Regions from separate parts of the Lactuca sativa genome. Here region 2 is linked to region 1. A link is a contact called in public Hi-C data. All regions are on one chromosome and are shown on one strand. Each heading gives the region's core, a stretch centred on a gene start, on an enhancer-like site or on the middle of the called end of the contact. The rest is flanking DNA. Distances are from core to core; before and after follow the strand shown.

Region 1 (6,280 bases), core at 1,498-3,997:
TTTTGAATTATTATTTTTTTTCCACATGTCATTTTATGAGTTTTTCTATTTTATTAAATTTCCCATAATATTTTAATATAATAAATGTATATATATATATATATATATATATATATATATATATATATATATATATATCCTCCAATTTGATATGTATTAAAAGATCCTATGATGAATCTTCTCTAATAAATAAAGGGGTTTTTTTTTGTCACTTGTCACACTCTCATTCAATTTGCCACATGTCATTTTGTCATTATTTTTAATTATTATTTTTTTCCACATGTCATATTATGATTTTTTCTATTTTATTAAATATTTTAATATAATAATTGTAACAAATATAGTAATATATATATATATATATATATATATATATATATATATATATATATATATATATATATATATATTTCATTAATAAACTTACCTTAAAATTTCAAAATTTCCAAAATTAAAACTCATTAATTTCTTTTATTTACATATATTTGTGGAAACGGGATAAAAGATGTAATTTAACTTATAAAAATGATTTTTAACTCAAGTAAATATATTTCTAATGTTTTTGTTATATAATATATAAATTTTAACCAATTAAATTTACGATGGTTAGTGCCACGCATACAAAATGTGACACTGGTACACCTAACACCTAGAAGTTTCAATCTATAATTTCTACCAAATTTGACAAACCAATTCTTCTTTTGACTTTTCTTTGGTTGGCGAAAACAAATAAATGCGTAGTTTGTTTTTGGAGTTTTCTGTATATTAATTCAAAGATTTTAGCAAGTGATGTCCAGTTTATTTGGGTTGATGCACCGGGTTTTATATCTACGTACGACATAAGGTTGAGAGTTCTATTCCCTTAAACTACCTTTTATAGTGTCACATAGGATAAAATTTTCTTTGAAAATCTCTGTGGGAGTTGGGTTTGCCCCGTAAATATATTCGAACCCGGGGCGCTTGTTGAAATATTGTGAATGACATTCCACTTAAATTGTTTGCGGTTTCCAAAAAAAATCAAAGATTTTAAATCATGAAATATTTTGTATTTCTTTTTATACATCAACAATATATTTTGAAATAAATTCTTATTCTAAGAATATTTTGTTTTTCTTAAATAATGGATATGTTTTATGTTTTATGTTTATGTATTTTATAATATTGCCTTTTAACATTCTATTTCATAGAATAGCTAAAAAGAATTAGCTTTTAGCTAAAAAGCTAATTGAATTTAAAACCTAACTGAAGTAATCGTATTTGGTAAAATTTATGTTATATGTCAAATATAAAATAACATAAAAACAATCTTTAATATAATCAAAATTAACCTATATCACGCTAAAAATAAAATACAAAAACTCTAAAAATAATATAACAAAAACTGATCTACACTTTAAATAATTATTTGTATATTGTAAAATTTTGTTTTATTAACATTTTACACACAAATTTAATCATACTTGGAGGTTGCTTGGAGGTCTTTTAATGAAACTATGTGTATGTCATCTCTGAATCGGTTAAATTTAATGAATTTTGTTCAGCCTTAAATCAAAAACCTTAGAAGTATCTCTAAACGATTAAACAATCATATAAATTTCTAATCATTAATAAGTTGAAACATTTTAATTAACATTCAACACAATTCACCTAGCAACCCCTAGAAAGTATTTTTGTTGCCATGATAGTCATTATAATGATAATATTATATGTTATTAGAATGTTTTAAATAAAATTAAAAACTAACTTATAAATATAGATTTGAAAAACTTTTGAAAAAATATTATAAACATATCAATAAGTTATCTCAGTCAATTTTTTTAAAAGAACAAAAAACTAGCTTAACTAACATATATATATATATATATATATATATATATATATATATATATATATATATATATATATATGATGCGACATCGGCTCCGACTATCTGGAGGATGTGCTTCTACGCCGGAGACAGATATGCGAAGTCACAACAGACAAGACCGTTAGAGCCGCCTCAGGGACTGTGCCCCGGGAGCGGGCTCCAACGATCAATTTAAATCATCTGGTAGATCTGAGATGGTTATCTTTAGCTAGAGAGGACCATCTTGGTGCTGGTGGTGTATGGTGGCTGACGGCGAAGGGTGAGAGCTGAGCCACCCGGCCGGAGTCTATGACGGCGGATAAGCCGCCGGAGAAGGATCCCCCTTAATGGAGGAGATAGTGTTCATTATACAGGGGCAATTAGGTCAAAGGGAGTGTCAAGTCGGGCCAGCAGGAGAGCCCCCAGCAGGGTTGACAAATGAGCGTCAGGTCGGGCCAGCAGGAGACTCCCAGTAAGGCAGGCAAAGGAGCGTCAGGCTGGGCCAGCAAGAGAGTCTCCAGCAAGGCTGGCAAGGGAGCGTCAGGCGAGGCTGGTGCACCAGAGCTGGCTAGGCTATGCTAATGGACAATATATATATATATATATATATATATATATATATATATATATATATATATATATATATATATATATATATATATATATATATATATATATATATATATATATATATCAAAACTTTAATACCAAATAAATTAAATTTAAGAAAAAATGCATCTATTTTTATTACTTAAATGATTATTATCTAACTAGAATGAAACACATTCATTACTACTTGAAAAAAATAAATAAATAAAATAAAATAAAATAAACTCATATTGTTGCTCATATAAAAGAAAACCGCGATAATTTTTTTTATAAAAAATAAAATAAAAATAGAGCGATTTCTTTCTTTTGTGAAGATAACTCCAAAACCCCATCATCAAAATCTTTATGTTTCCTCCCTTATCTATAACTCCAAAATCTTCTTGAAAAACAAGCCAATTTTTCAAGAACAAGGATCTTTTAGAATTTTGCGATTAAGATCAAAACACACCATGTTTTCCGACCTCCGCCATCAACCACCACCACCGCCTCACTTCGCCGTCACCCACCACCTCGTCTCTACCTCCGAGGAAGCTGACAGCAAGAAAGAATCCAACACCACCAATGATGATGCATCCATTGAGGTGGTCCGGCGCCCTAGAGGTCGTCCACCCGGGTCCAAAAACAAACCAAGACCACCTGTTTTCGTTACTCGAGAACCCGACACCGCTATGTCGCCATACGTATTGGAGGTTTCCGATGGATCGGATATCGTTGCGGCCATCACAGGATTATGCAATCATCGGACAACCGGTCTTTGCGTGTTATCCGGTTCGGGAACCGTTTCCAACGTCTCATTCCAACAACCCGCCTCCACCACCACCGCCATAACCTTTCACGGCCGTTTCGATTTGCTATCGATCTCCGCCACCATACTTCCGTCACCTGTCACTACCAGCAGCTTCGGAGGGAGCGAAGGAATAACAGGTTCGATCACCCCTAAAATTTTGGAAAACAATTGTTTTACATTCTAATTTGTAGTTGATTATTCGTAGACTTTCTGTCTCGGCTTCCCGCTACTAGATTTGCCGTATCATTAGCCGGTCCACAAGGGCAGACGATTGGTGGAAACGTCAGTGGACCGCTTATAGCCGCCGGAACAGTTTACATAATAGCAGCGTCGTTCAACAGCCCACTCTACCACCGGTTGCCGATGGAAGAAGACGATCATGTTCGAAGTTCTGGCGGTGGGTCTGCTTCTGCAGCAAGAGAGCAATCTCCAGGTTCGGGTGGAGGAGATAGTGGAAGGCATCATGCGGCGGAACGGTCATCGGCGGCGGATTCATTATCGATGTATGGCTGCCACCTGCCATCTGACGGCATTTGGACACCTACACCACGGCAAGCCTCGCGCCACTCCCCACTTTTTTAAAGAATTTGCCTCGATCTCTGGCCGGAGGTCGTTAGGGGGTCTTCGTGACCATTAATTCCTTCATGTTTACTCTTTAGGTTCCCACCCCCCTAAATGTAGAAAATATATATTTCTACTTTTGTTGATAATTTGATTAATATTACTTTTTTTTTACTAATAGGTGTTTTTAGAAGAGGCATTATATATACTTGGTAACAAGAATCTAATTTGTCATTTAAGCTAAGTGCAACCAAAATATCCCCGGAAATATACTGGAATCGGAACCAATTAGGAACCGAATATATAATTTGATTCGAATATATAATTCGATTAGGTTTTTGATTCCTTCAAAACCATTAATTAGTTCTTGTTTTTTCGATTTTGGACCACCCAACTAGGAGTGACCAAATGGACCCTACCAACTAGGAGTTGTAACCAAACCATAAAACAAAACCGATGAGTAATTTGTTTCCATTTTCGGTTTCTCCATATCTATCAAATTTGATTCGCGTTTGTTTTTTTTTTTTTTTTTTTTTTTTTTTTTTTTTTTTTTTTTCGGTTTGGTCTGCTTTCGTAATTGAGTTCACCATAGTCTAAGGGGTTTTTGTTTTAAGAAAACTCACTTTTGACCATTTTTGGTTGTGTCGCGCAACACACGCGTAACACTTTGTCTTTAGCAGTTTGTTTTTTAAAACACTTCTGACTTAAACACTATTGTGTGTGTGTGTTGCATTGAGCGTCACTGAAACCATCTTCTTCAAACCACTTCCCACATTATTCTAATTCAATATTATTCAACATAGATTTAAAAAAAAAAAAAATTCAACATGTTTATTATTTTAATAATATTATAAAAGATGTTATAAACAATTTGAGTATATTTTATATAATTTCAAACTATTTGGTAAATTTTTTATAAATATTCTTTTGTGTTACATTGTCTATAACAAAATATTAATAAATTATAAAGTTAATCATTAAAATTATCAAATTTAATAAACCTAATCGGAAAAATAACCACCGTCTTATCAAAATGAACATGTTGTTCACTAAATTAACAATATTACTTATTTTTATTTAGCAAATATTATGTTTAAGTATTTTATATAAACATCTATAAAATCATGTCATCAATCTTTATATTTGATTTGCATATGATTAAATAAAATAAAATTTTGATTTAGAATTATTGTATGGTTAATTTCAGTTTATTGCAGCAGCATGTATATGTTAAAAAACAAACAGGCAGTAACCATTTGGTCCACCTTTTCTGTTGCAGAGGGATGCAGATATGGTTCACAGACTTTAGACACTACAACAAAAATGACTTACGACCACACTTTTTAAGGCCTACAAAATGTGACCGTATCCTACGACCATACTTATTTTTTTCGTCAAAAGGATCGTATATCGTGACACCATAGGTGTCATAAGACCACATTGAAATTCATCATCTAAGTGTAGTCATAATCTACCTTTCAGTCACATATAATGTGAGACGAGTTGGTGTTAACCATGGTCACTTTATATTTGACGTGATTATTGTTTATACTTTAGTAACATTTATTTATATTAAATCGTGATGTATGATATCATTTAGTCACAAAAACAAAACTTTTAAAGAAAATAATGCGACCATTAGTTTGGTATTAGTGGCATAATTGTGAAAATCATCGCTAATTATTACTTATAGCAACACTTGTTTTCAAAATGTTGTGGGCATTTTGTAACACCCAAAATCAGGAAGGCCAAGAAAGGAAAGGAAACCCTAAGTTAAAGGGCCGACTCGTCGAGTCCAAGGAGGAACTCGGCGAGTCCGAGCAGGATCTGGGTCAAGGAGTAAGTGACCGACTCGGCGAGTCGGCTAAGGGGACTCGGCGAGTTTGGTCTGAACGAGGAAAACCCTAATCTCAGGAGTTGTATCCTATATAAAGGGTGTTATGTCCCTCCCTCAGCCTCCATATCATCCTAGAGAACCTCTAAACCCTAGATTTCGTGTGAGCTTCCATCATTTGAGAGAAATAGCTTTGGAGGAAGGAAACTTTGGAAAGGAACTTGAAGATCAAGAAGGTTGCTTCAAAAGGGAGGTGTAGATCTGAGATCTACATCAATTTGTGTTCATATTGGAGGTAATAAGCTGCTATCTTCCCTCATTTGCATCTAGATCTTTTTGTTATGAGATTTGGGGTGTTATGGTTGTTTGAGACCCAATTCAAGTTTGGGGCTTAGATATGTTGTTGCCACTTCAGATCTAGTGTTGGGATGGTCCAATATGTCGTAAAGCATCAGAAGATAAGTAATTGGTGAAGCCCTTTTGTCCTTAAACCTATTCCTAGAGTGTTTTGAGCCTAGATCTCTTTAGTTATACATGAAGTTTGCAACTTTACGTGAGGATTGAGCTTTGGAAGTATGGATCTATGATTTGGAGCCCCTGCATGGCTCGAAAAGCCACTGTATGGATTAAGAACTGGAGCGAC
Region 2 (6,280 bases), core at 1,737-4,236, 130 kb after region 1:
TAAAATATCAGCTCTACACTACTCATATTATGAATTGGGGTATTTTGGGAAACTACCGCTCGAGCTCTGGTTAATTGTACACACAACTTCACTGGGTTTTTCTCCTGTAAAAATCTTCATTTCTCTGTTAAGTTTTTATAAAAAAAATCAGATCCTTAGTTTGAGTTTGGAATCACCTTGAGATTCATCCATATCCCTTAAACCAAGCTCTGATTCCAAATTGTAACAACTCAAATTTTAAACCAAAATTTTCATTTTTAATTTACCAAAAATAAAGTTTCACAAACCAAGTTATCAAACACATAATTATCCAAAACAACCATTATCACAAAATATCAGAGTTCTCAAACTGTCCCAGTAACAAATCTCCCAACGAGTGTGTACAATCAGACCTTCACCTTCCCGTGATCCTCATAAGTACCTAAAACATATAAATCAACAACTGTAAGCACGAAGCTTAGTGAGTTTCCCAAGATACCACATACAACACAACATAAATAAACACTTATTGGTTATCAGCAACCCTAGGGACTATCAGTAGTCCCAATGGGCAACAACATGTCCTATGGGTTATCAGCAACCCTGGAGACTATCTACAGTCTTAGTCACACATAAACAATATAATACAAAATAATATTTTAGACCCAGCTGGTCATCACACATACAATTATTCTACCACACAGGTAAGAATAAGTGAGGAGACTCGCTTGATACTGACGACAAGTAAATCTCACACCCGAACTGCCAGAACTAGACTCCACCTAGTCAACGAAATAATTAACTCTACTTAATAATTAAGGTCCAAAACTCAATTCATGAGACCAAATCCCACAACTAAGTCCTTTAGGGGTAAAAAAAGACCATTTTGCCCTTCTCATGGTCCAAAACCCTAAATCTTGACCAAAAGTCAAAAGTCAATGGAAGTCAACTGCCTAGCGCGTACGCTGGGTGTACTCTTCCTTACGCGGGGCATACTATGCGGTCAACAACCAATCGGGGACGGAACTGGCTACACGGGGCGTAGCTAGGAGTACACCCGGCGTACTCCGTCTGATTCAACTTTTACCAACTTTTGTGTCTTAATCCACTAATACTTCTAACCCAACCTCATATCTGACCATCATAGGGTGTCTTAATCCATAAAGTCGTCGACTTTAAGACTTTGCATGGCTAGGAAGGACCCAATACAACAAACTTTAGCTTCCATCACACTCTATGTTACTTTACTCATGAATGGGCCATAGGGAATGATCAAGCAACCATTTTTATGAATTTACAAGTCCTAAAATACATGAAAGGATAACTAATATTCTCTGTAGTTCTCCAAACTCATAAAGGTCCAAACTTGGGGACAAGAAGCTCATAAAACTCATCCATGGAGATCAACAAGGGGACTTATCAAGGTACAAACTGTATACCTGAAAAATATGCACAATGAGGAAAAGTTTTGGATCTATAAGCTTGGAAGCAACAACTCATTCTTCTCTAGCCTCTTTCTTCAACAATATGCACCAAAATCACTTAATAAGCTCCCAAAACTCACACAAACAACTTAGACTCGAAATTAGGATTTGAGGAGGGAATGATGGATGATAAGGATAGTCCAAAGGGGATATAAGGTTGTTTAAATAGGGAGCAACCCTTAAAATAAGGGTTTAGTGACTAGGCTAGTATGCCCGGTGTACCACATGTACGCCTAGCGTACTAGCATGGACTCCCCAATCTGGACTTCTCACGAGTACGCTGCACATACTCCCTTCTTACGTCCAATGTACGACTGAATTGTGGATATACCTGATAATCAGATGTTACAATTTAAGTGGTTCACATTATCTTGTCATAGGCTACATCCACTGTCGAACCAGAGAGAGAGAAAAATTTTATTCTACACATGTTTTTCTGCTACAATGTTACAAATACGACAGTTCATAAGTATATAAACGACAAGATTTGTCCTAAACATGTAAAAGGCCAAGCCCAACTGAAAAACACAAAAAAGCCCTAGAAAAGAAATTGGCCCGCCCAAACAACTTTTCAATCTTTAAAATTCCAAATCTAATGATAAGTCTCGATATCTAACGTTAACATGTTGCCCACATCCACAATCTAAGGGTCTGTTTGATAGTTGTAGTCTAGGAAAGTAGTATATGAGAAAGTTTACTGACTAAAAAAAATCATGTTGTTTGACTGTACATCTGACACTGTATTAAATGTTGAAAAATGACCATATTATCATATTGTTATATATTATGATGGATGAAGTTGTTGAACAGTTATAAAACATATAAATTGTCATATAAAATCAAAATTACATAATAATCATTAAAAAAATTCAAATACGAATTGTCATACCAAATCAAAATTATACAAAATGTCTGTTAAAATCAGAATTTTAGATTGAAACTTTATATATGAAATGGTCTTCCTAAATTTTATGCTCCAAAATGAAAAAGAAAGAAAATAAGATGAAACAGATAAAGGTTCACGTTTGGTACTTTTCAATAAGGAGAAACAAATCAGAAAAATAATAATAATAATAATAATAATAATAAGAGATGAGATGGTTACCTGTGGGGCGGTGTGGGGCGGAGCTGGTGGCTATAGCGGCACTCCGATGGGGGTGGTTGGCTGACGACGAAGTAGGAAGCTTGGTGAGGAGGCGATGATGTCTGATGAAGAGTGTCGAAAAAAAGAAAAAAGGAAAGATGTGAGGTTTTAAAAACAATTGTCTTTCCGACCTATTCAATTAGAAATATATTATTTTGAGGCTTATGGGAAATACATGTCTGGAAAAACATTTTTTATGCAAATTACCCTTAAATAGTTTTCTATCCCATTAAGCTATATATAGACATGTTTTAACGTGAAAAAAAATTGTCTATTAACCAAACAAAGTAGACACGAATTTTTCCTTGGTGCACAATGATTGATTGGGTGACGTTTGGTTTTTTAGATGAAACCATGAAATGAGTTTGACTGGCTGACTAATAAGTTACTGAGAGAAAAGTTGTAAAACAGAATCATCCCGACAGTTTATTCATGATCCCACTCACTCACGTCATCCGCCATTAATCACCGACCTTGCTCGAATATCTGTAGCTCTACTCTTGAGGGTAGCACGTGGAAGTGATAGAGTGAGTGAAAACCATGCCTGAGAACCTAGGATGTGTGCTGGTGGCCGTCGATGGCAGCGAAGAGAGCATGAACGCTTTAAATTGGGCAATCGATAACGTCAAGCTTCGTCCCGAGGGATCTATAGTAATTATTCATGTTCAATCACCGCCATCAATCGCCGTCGGTCTCAATCCCGGTGCTATCCCCTTCGGTGGCCCTAGTTAAGTGTCTAAACTGCTAGATCGAGATTTTACTCTGCACGGCTGAGTTTTGTTACGCAGATGCCGTCTTAATTCCTTTTTTTTTTATTATCTGCTTGCTTGATTTTACTGTAGACGATGAAGCTTTACTGCCGGTGCTATCCTTACTTTCATTTTTGTTAATTTTTTTGCTTGCTTGATTTTACTCTACACGATTGATCTTTTTGTAAGATCGAGATCTTTTATAATCGATGTTAGAAATTAACAGTGATTTTAAAATTCAGGTAGTGTGGAGGTGCCGGCGTTTACTGAAGCTATTGAGGCGCACCAGCGGCGGATTACCGATGCTATCATAAATCATGCTATGAAGATTTGCACCGATAAGAATGTTAGATTTCTCAGTCTTAGTCGTATTTTTTTTTGGGTGTGTGTGCGTATGCTTGGGAATTATCTACAAACATTAAGATTCTTTACAAGTGATTCACTTTGGCATGTTTCTGAACAAGGAGTAATAACTTTCTTCTAAGTTCTTCATTATTGATATCTGAAACTGCTGTTCTTTCAAGATCTTCATTAACTGCATATCTAATCTATTAGTTTAGGCGCTAGATGTTATTATAGGTTAATGTTATGCTAATTTGCAGGATGCTAAGTAGCCAATTTGCTCACATATGATATGATTGATATCTTAACTGTGTAGTAAGTAAGCTTCTGTTAGGTAGCTAATTTTTCTTACATCAGTGATGAGAAAAGTTCCCAAATTAGGGAGAGAGTGAGAGATGATTTGTTTTTGTGGTGCACATAAACTACTTGTTCTTTATGGAGTATGGGGTATAAATTATAATTCTAATATACTTATACATATCTATATTTGATATTATCTACCAGATGGAAGTGAAGACACATATAGTGATTGGGGATCCTAAGGAAAAAATATGTGAAGCCGTTGAGGAGTTGCATGTTGATTTGCTTGTAATGGGATGCCGCTCTTTTGGTCCTATCAAGAGGTAACGTTATTTATATTCATACCTTCAGCCATGTTCATATAAGCTTTTGAGTTAGTTTTTTCCCCATTACAACAAAGTATTAGTGACATTGACAAGGTTCCTTGATCTTGAGGGGCACTTTGGGCATTTCATTAAATGTAGCTCATCATATTCATTCCTGTATATGTATATGCAGGATGTTTTTGGGAAGTGTAAGCAACTACTGCTCCAACCATGTGTCATGCCCTGTAATGATAGTTAAAGGCACTACTTGAAATGTCTGCTTTTGTTCAGCTTCATTGAAGGATCCTGGTCAACACAAGTCAATGCTCTTCTAATAATCTTCCATTTTTGGCAAAAGCTATAGTATCGGGTGCCAAAATTTGGTGAGTACACTGTTCTTTGTTATATGTTTTATCTATTGTACATTATTGTTTAAGCTATGATTCTCGAGTTGTACAAATCTGTATTTTATATTTTTATATAAACAAACAAACATTTTATGTAATCCGGTGTTAAAAATAATTAACAGAATATCATCAAACCAAACCACAAACTAGTTTTCTCTTCTAACTACTATATTAATTACACATCCATAACCAAACAAAAAACTCCCAAGTTATCATCACATTGAACACTTCACATTGAACACTGCTTGAAGATTTATATAACAAAAACCATAATTTCAAATCAAAACAAATCTCACCATCTTCCTTCACTTTTAAATCATCCCCACCATTGATGAACTGCAACACCTACATCTTTCAACAAACCATACAAAGCCAAACACTTCCAATATGGTCTCTTACACTTCTTACATTTCACACAATTATACTTACATTCCAAAAACAACTCATCTACCAACTCTATTGCTTTATTATTCACCAATTGTTCAACAACATCCGCCTCTGCTTTCATCACTACATACTCATCGTTCCTCACATTTTCCCTCAACCAATCTGTTATCTCAATCTCCACCAACTCGCCCATGGCCTCATCATCGGTATTAGTATCAGTATCAGTAATTTCAGGTACTGTTGTTTCGATTTGATAGATCTCAAAGTTCATGTTCCTTGTAGGGTAGTTTTTCGTGAACCATCCTCCATCTCCATTAATATCTATGAACACTCTTCGTGGGTAGTCTTCAAGAGAATCATGCATCAAGTCCGGGAGATAACGTGTCTTCTTTGAGTACATGTTGGATTTCCCTGACACCGTTCGTGGAGGTTCTAGAAGGACGTTTTCAAGATTCTTTAGAGCTTCTGCTTTCTTTTGAGCGAACATGAGTCGTCTGTGTGGAATTGTATTGCTAGCACCATTCTTATCGTGAATCAGTCTAATTTTCTTCATGGCTATGATCGCGACAGGAAATTGTCTATGGTAAATAATTTCGTAGTTTGAGGGCTTCTGAAATGATTCAGAAGCCTTTGCCTTGTGGTTGTCCATTTTAAAGACAACCATAATGCCATCAACTTTAAGAAACTTATCTATCAATTCTTCTTCGCCTTCATGCATGAACGCAAAGTCGTATTTATTTTCAATGCTTGATTGTTTTATCTCTAGATCCGAGTATGACATCATATCCGTCTTGTTACCATGAACAATATGCGAAGAATCGCAATCTACCAACTTTTCATTAGTATCATTATTGTTAACAATTAAACCTCTATCTTGCATTCGTACCAACCCTTCACTTGTCAAATTTTGAATGGTCAATTCGAATATCTCAAGCTCACTTGAATTATCATTTCCAAATTCAATATCATCTCCTTGATTATGAAGAATGAAGTTTTTCCTAACCCTAGATCCAAGCCATGGAATGGAAACTACAAATAACACAAATAGAAAAGCCTTAACTCGACGTTTCTGGAGATTAATATGTAAAAAGTCATGATATGTTATTTGTAAACCATGATGAAACCGATTCATTGCCATACAAGCTGTGAAAAGTTTTTCTTTATGATACTGTAAATTCTGGAT

What was found. Hi-C and Micro-C count contacts between places; a contact is called where the count stands out from the background.
Region 2: a contact with region 1 is called in a Hi-C map of leaf, with 8 times the contacts expected there. The contact joins the promoter of LOC111898840 here to the promoter of LOC111898837 in region 1. A contact is called at or near these places in 2 of 4 Hi-C or Micro-C datasets (both in leaf).

Annotation. Positions count from the first base shown.
Region 1 is chr6:187,187,835-187,194,114 of Lsat_Salinas_v11, forward strand. LOC111898837 (AT-hook motif nuclear-localized protein 17) reads left to right here and starts at 2,748. Exons shown (of 2, transcript XM_023894714.3): 1 at 2,748-3,379; 2 at 3,448-3,981. The coding sequence starts at 2,905. The coding sequence ends at 3,824.
Region 2 is chr6:187,315,860-187,322,139 of Lsat_Salinas_v11, forward strand. It overlaps LOC111898840 (universal stress protein PHOS34), which reads left to right and starts at 2,987. Exons shown (of 4, transcript XM_023894716.3): 1 at 2,987-3,334; 2 at 3,599-3,702; 3 at 4,203-4,321; 4 at 4,497-4,808. The coding sequence starts at 3,148. The coding sequence ends at 4,575. It overlaps LOC111898838, which reads right to left. Exons shown (of 1, transcript XM_023894715.2): 1 at 4,911-6,280. The coding sequence ends at 5,027.